Linked DNA regions of Lactuca sativa: region 2 is linked to region 1. Evidence: chromatin contacts called from public Hi-C data. All regions are on one chromosome and are shown on one strand. Each heading gives the region's core, a stretch centred on a gene start, on an enhancer-like site or on the middle of the called end of the contact. The rest is flanking DNA. Distances are from core to core; before and after follow the strand shown. Region 1 holds the start of LOC111911579 (CRM-domain containing factor CFM3, chloroplastic/mitochondrial). Region 2 holds the start of LOC111894658 (zinc finger CCCH domain-containing protein 64).

The links. A called contact is a pair of places that touch in the nucleus more often than the background predicts.
Region 2: a contact with region 1 is called in a Hi-C map of leaf, with 7 times the contacts expected there. The contact joins the promoter of LOC111894658 here to the promoter of LOC111911579 in region 1. A contact is called at or near these places in 3 of 4 Hi-C or Micro-C datasets (leaf and seed).

The regions. Positions count from the first base shown.
Region 1 is chr8:133,033,319-133,036,676 of Lsat_Salinas_v11, reverse strand. It overlaps LOC111911579 (CRM-domain containing factor CFM3, chloroplastic/mitochondrial), which reads left to right and starts at 1,863. Exons shown (of 9, transcript XM_023907334.3): 1 at 1,863-2,839; 2 at 2,945-3,353. The coding sequence starts at 1,877.
Region 2 is chr8:133,295,442-133,298,799 of Lsat_Salinas_v11, reverse strand. It overlaps LOC111894658 (zinc finger CCCH domain-containing protein 64), which reads right to left and starts at 1,667. Exons shown (of 8, transcript XM_052765993.1): 1 at 1,515-1,667; 2 at 1,150-1,423; 3 at 894-1,021; 4 at 676-797; 5 at 475-592; 6 at 1-399. The coding sequence starts at 1,649. LOC111894657 (a long non-coding RNA gene) reads right to left here. Exons shown (of 2, transcript XR_002851287.3): 1 at 3,205-3,358; 2 at 2,841-3,029.

The sequences.
Region 1 (3,358 bases), core at 614-3,113:
GTATCTAAATAATTTATACGGTTTTTTATGTCAAAAGTAGTGTTAATAATTTTTATTTCAAAAAGATATATCACTATGTCTTTTCATCTTCATTTTAACCATACAATTTAGAAGTTGCGATTAAAATGAAATACGTATTTTAAATAAGATATATAACCGAATAGATTTTTTTGTTTTTTTTTTAAATACATACACAAAATTATAAAAATGGTCCCCGTGGTTTGCCAAAAGTCACAAAGTCACTCTCTAATGACGTTTTACTAATGGCGTTAGTAAAAAGGGTCAACTTTGCAAGTTTTGCAAACCACAAAGACCATTTGCATAAAAAGATTAACAAGGATTAATTTTGTGACTTTTGACAAATTGTATGGTTAAAATGAAGATGAAAATACATAGTTATATATCTTTTTGAAATAACATTTATTAACACTATTTTTGACATAAAAAACCGTATAAATTGTTTAGATACCTAACAAAATCGTTGTTATGCTGTTTTTAATACATATAACCGAAAAATGGTTTTAGAACTAATAACCCAAAAGAATTTGTACATTTTTTATGTTATGAGTAGTGTTAATTATTATTATTTCAAATACATAAAAAAATATTTTATAAAAACGTATTTTTTAAAGTCAAAAAAATATTTTACGTAAAATAAATACATACAAATTGTTTGTAAAAAAGTATTTTTTTTATAATACAAGTAAAATACATTTTGTATTATTTTAAATAAAATTATGTAAAAAATGTTTTTTGTATTTTATTTATTGTTTATGTTTAATGATTTTGTTATTATATAAATAAGTTTTAGGAAAAAAATAAGCCAAAAGAGCATGCACCTCAATTGGTTAAGAATTAAAAAGTTTATCAAAAACTGACGAAAGATCGGAAACACAACATTCTCTTCTCATGCGTGCAATAGCAATCAAGAATGGGCAAACTTTCAACATGTCTACAAAAAAAAGAAACATTAATCAGGTCGACGTTTTCCTCCCCGGAGGAAGATGGTGGATTCAACGGTTTTAGATAACCTCAAATCCGTGTGCGACTCACCATCGGTAACAGATTGTCCGACCAATGTCATCCGGTAGAATCGCCATCGTCGCCCAACCGACGCTAAAAACCTCAAAATTGTGAAGTCGTCGCCGGTTGTTGAAGATGTCCGATGAAGGTTAGGGGTGCTTGTTAACCGCTACGTCAGGTACTGCTAGAAAAGACAAGGAGGCGGAAGATTAATGAAGGATGTTGCAGAGGGACTATTAGAAGATAGATGAAAGGGATGATTCAAATTTGTACCTATGTTAAGGCGGTGAAATATCTGTTGTGTTAAAATTAGAACAACCGGGAACGAGAAGATATTAAATGAGAGAGTCGGAGGGAAGGATTTGGTTCTGATCGAGAAGTAAAACCCTAATTGGATGTTAGGGTAGAGGCCAAACTGCAAATCCCACAAACATCTACGGCAAAATTTGGAAAAGCAAAAGTTGACTGTGCATAAGCGTCCTTAATTTATAATATATATAATTTACAATTTTGTGTTTTTATTCTTGATAATATGTTTGGTTCATTACTTTTGGTTCATTACTTCATTTTAAATGAAGAAGAGTAGATTTCACTAGCCCATAAAAAATCCATCATGCTCACTGGTTGATTCTTGATAATATGTTGGTTCATTCATTTCATTCTTGATAATTTATTATATATAAAGACAGCCCAGAACAACTGGCCCGTTGGCCCATTTAGAAGGTTTAGCCCATATAAGTTTGTTAACTAGCCCATAAAAAATTTATCAGCTCACTGGATTAATGGTACAACATCTACTGCACAGGGTACATTTGAACATTTAAAGATGTAAAGTACCTAAAAAACAGAATTCATGAGGTGTTCATCTCATCCATCAGCAATGGCCTCTTCAACATCTTCACCATTTTCACTTAATTTAATTTTACCAACTGCAACTGCAACTACTGCAACTACTACTATTCGTACACTCTCTCGAACTCACTCTTCAAACTTCAAATTTTTTTGTTGTAATCAAGCAATTCAACTAGAGATCCAACAAATTAACCCCAAAAGGAAGAATCAAAGAAAACCCAGACCTAGTTTTTCTGATCAAGTTCTTGAAAAGTGGTCTCGGAAACCCACTTCATTGGGAGAGAAATTCCCATGGCAGAACGAAGAAAGACGACAGCAAGAGCGGAAAATTTCAACCAAATTCGTAGAAGATGAAGAGTCTCGCATCGATAGCAACTCGTTTGTGGGCGACTCAGTTAGGTCTGATTCTATCAAAAGCGTAAAGCTTGCTCCTTGGATTCAAAAAACTAAACCCCAGAAACAAAATATTGATTTTGAAGATGGGAATTCCCGAAAATATATTGACGGAGGTAAAAATGATGACGGGTTTGTATTCCCCGAGTCAAGAACCGGTAGTGAGTCGTCGCTGAGCGACTCTGAGAGCAATGGTGGAACCACAATCATTGCTGGGGTTTCTGTGCAGAAACGAAATCTCGCAAGGGTTATTGTTAGAGATGACGAAAGACATTCAAATAACGATGGCGAAATTCAGAGTATCGAGAGGGTACCATGGGAGAGAGGAAAAGATTTGTTTCAGAGTAGTAGCAATACACCAATGGCAGATAAATTGATACCAGAATTCGAATTGAGGAGATTGAGGAACAAAGCAGGGAGAATGGTGGAAAGATTTAGAGTCGGTGCAGCTGGGGTTACACAAGAACTGGTCGACTCAATTCATGAAAAATGGAAAATGGATGAAGTTGTGAAGTTGAAATTTAAAGGACCTTCAGCCATGAACATGAAAAGAATCCATGAAAGTTTAGAGGTCAGTAAGTCAGTATTAGCCTCTTCTTTATTCAATTCTTTTGCGAATTTATTCAATTCTTACGATATATTAATATTTTTATTAAAATAAGTTGTTTTCTAACAGAGTAGAACAGGCGGCTTAGTGATATTTAGATCAGGCAGTTCAGTAGTATTATTTAGAGGAATGGCTTACAAGCTTCCATGCGTACAATCATTTAAAGAGCAAAAATCAAATGATACAGAAAATAAATCATCAATGAATTATCCCGAACAATATATTAAAGATCTTTCTGAAGAAGAATTACTCGATTTGAAAGAAATGAATCTTGTTTTAGATGAATTGGGCCCAAGGTTTAGGGATTGGGCAGGTCGTGAGCCACTACCTGTAGATGCCGATTTGCTTCCTTCTATCATTGAAGGGTATAAACGTCCTTTTAGACTTCTCCCGTATGGGACAAAACCTGGTTTACAAGATAAAGAGATGACTTTTTTCCGTAGGACTGCAAGAACAATGCCTCCACATTTTGCACTCGGTATG
Region 2 (3,358 bases), core at 418-2,917, 260 kb before region 1:
ACATTCCTTTGATCTTGAATTTCCTTTTTCCTGCAAACTATGTTTATAGCTGCAATCTTCACCTCTATCACATTTCCCTTTATTCAAAAACTCAAAACATACACCTCTCATGGATTGTTCCCTTGCTTCCATATCATGGCGAAAGTGACACGTGTCGCCACGTGGACAAGAACCGGAAGAAATGAATTTGAAACACAACTTATCACTCTCACCACTTCCAAGTTTTTGTCTTTTTGAGACATCATATCGCCAATACTGTGAATCTGAAAGACTTTCAGCAGATCTTTTTTCTGGTTCTGCTTGAGTATATGGAGATAAGGTGGTGTTTGGTGGTTTAGTAGATATCTCAGTAGAAGACATGGTAGATGCTGGAGTTGGAGAAATTGCATGAATAAATTTCTGAGAGAAATTTACACATAGCAAGAAAATGAGGATTAATAATAGTTAAATAGTTGACTAAAGTGTAAAACCAACCTGCTTAGATGCATTTCCTACTGGGGCTAATCCAATAAAACGGGTTGCATGTGCAGCATCATCATTCATATATGGTTCTCTGGCATAATATACACCCTTAGATCCTGCAACATGGTACCTACCATAGACCATAGACCATAAGAGCAACTGTAATTGAGATCAACCATAAATAAACTTGTAAGATTTGAATTTTAAACTTACCGGGGTTTGATTTCTGCAACTAGCTCTGATATTGCAGCATCACTACCTGTGGAATCTGATATTCCTGGAGGAATATTGGATGTTGAAGCTCTATTCAAGATTCCATCGGGCCATTCATTAGTAAGTAGTAGTTAAGGAAATGAAACCTTATGATATAAACTCATCACCCATGTAACTATAAGAAATAGAATGGAGTGAAAGAGGTAAGAAGGATATGTGAGGAATATGTCTATGATTCCAGGTTCTTCAGCTAATGCCCTCAGAGCATCGATGTCATCTTGAGTATAAGTTCCATAAATTAGACCACTTGGTGATCGCCTACCGGACAAGTATGCCACAGATAAACCTAGATATGAGTACGGTAATCAGCAATCACAGTTAGGTAACTACTGAAACGAAAAGAAGTTGGAAGATAACAAGTACATTTCTATTGCATTATAGATTTATTATGCATTCTAACAATCAAAAACATACCATGGAGTGTGAACTTGCCACTGCCTTTCAACCAGTACAAATTATCCCGAATCTTCAAGCCATCCATCTTAAACCCTTGATTACCAGACTCCTTCGCAGCAGCTGATAGGACCTTGGCAGCTCCAGCTCCATAATCGCCGATGAAATAGGTCGGTAGCGGGATATTCTTCCGACCTTCTACGTACTCAGTCAGCTCCTCCAAATGCTCGGACGATTCCGGGAAGAACTGCCCGACGCATAATACGGCATCAAATGGACCGGTTGATTTATTAACCTAAAACCACAAAACAAAGTGCAAAATTCAAAAAACTTAATATCAATTCTTACGCATATTAACATATAAATGATTGTGTTTGTATATATACCGACGAAACGCGTTTGAAGAGCTGATTTAGGTGGCCAAGGGGATCTCCAGTCAATAGAATCCTTGGAGGCGCCATTAGAGGGATAGAGAAGGAGACCGGAGGAGAGTTTGAGATCATCGGCGGCGGTTGGCCCATGGAGCTTTAGTTGAGCTTTTCATTTGGGCCAAATGGCCCAATAAGCAAAATCAAACTTCTTATAAAGCTTTGAGTTGAAAATGGGCTTCCATACAAAAATACGTCGTCCCGAATAAATAAAGAATTGTTTTGCCATAACATGTTTTTTTTTTTTTTCATAAATGTTAATTTGTGATAATTTTGAATTAATTTTTTTTCACATCTTATTTTATGAGTTTTTTATTTTATTAAATTTTATATAATACTTTAATGTAATAATTGCAATAAATATAATAATAAATAAATATCAATTTCATTAATAAACTTACATTCTACTTTTGAAAATTTTAAATTAAAGTTCATTGTTTATTTTGTATATTTATTTAAATTATTTGTTTAAATTTAAAAGATAAAAAATTTAATTTTAATAATTCATTATTTTTTTTTATTTTATTATAAATTCATAGTTCCCAATTATTTAAACCTTCATATATATATATATATATATATATATATATATATATATATATATATATATATATATATATATATATATATATATATATATTTTAAATTAACCCATGTAATACGTGGGTCTCATAACTAGTTGTTAACATAAGCTTAGCCTTGTCCCTAGGTATTTTTTTTTAATTCAATAAAGTAAAGGAAAGTAAAATATTGAGAGAAAGAAAGGGATGGGAAAGAATTTATTCCATGTTTTCTAGTTTGAATGAAATAAAAGAAAAATTTTAAGTTTTTGTGTTCCCAAGGTAAGAGGAAAAAGAAAATAAACTTAAAGATTTTCTTTTTCCTCACTTTCTTCCAAAATTTGCCTAATTTCGAAGTAAAATATGGCTCCGAAATCCTTTCTTTCCCCTCACTTTCCTTCCATTAATGAAACTTTGGAACACGATTTTCCTTTGACATCCCTCACTTTCCCTCTATATCAATCCGTATCTCTCCTTAAGTAGAACCCAGAAACAACGCGTTAGAGACGTATTATAAATATGAGATCCAATATGTCAATTATTTTTATTTTAAATGATTAATAACCAATGATCTTTAATTTTTTTTAAAAAAAAAAAGCAAAAGATTCATCTTTTTCTACGAAACAATCAATGTTCTACTCTTGGCAGAAATAGTGGTTGGAGACCTATGATTGTCATGTTGGGATTGACATATTGTCTTGCATCTTAAAACCATCCAACTATATGATTGAATATTTTTCTCATGAAATCAGTTAAACAAAATAGATAATGAATACAACTTCAACTTGTATATACGAAAACCGTTACATATGATATGATTTGATAGCTACATGTTGATGCCATAAACCAAAAGAGCTCTGGCTGCTCCTCTGCAATACAATCTGGCGATTGATCTGAATGATTCTTGGCTATCCTGATGCATATTAAATTAATTTATGAATCATTATAATGATCATCAAGAAAGTACGCAGAAAAAGTAAAAATCTACATATTACATGGCATGATCGATTGAAGAATTAGGAAACTAGAAGTCATTTAAATAGTAGCAACAAGGATCAAGCAAATGATACAAGTTAAAAAACACATACAATATCCAAATCTGAAGCTTAATGGGCTACCATCAATGGCGACCGTACGACCACCAAATTCGACTCCAATAGTCAAGTCATGAACTGGTTAAAACCTCATGTCGGTGAATTGCAACAACAAACATGATTTACCTACACCTGGGAGTGAATACAC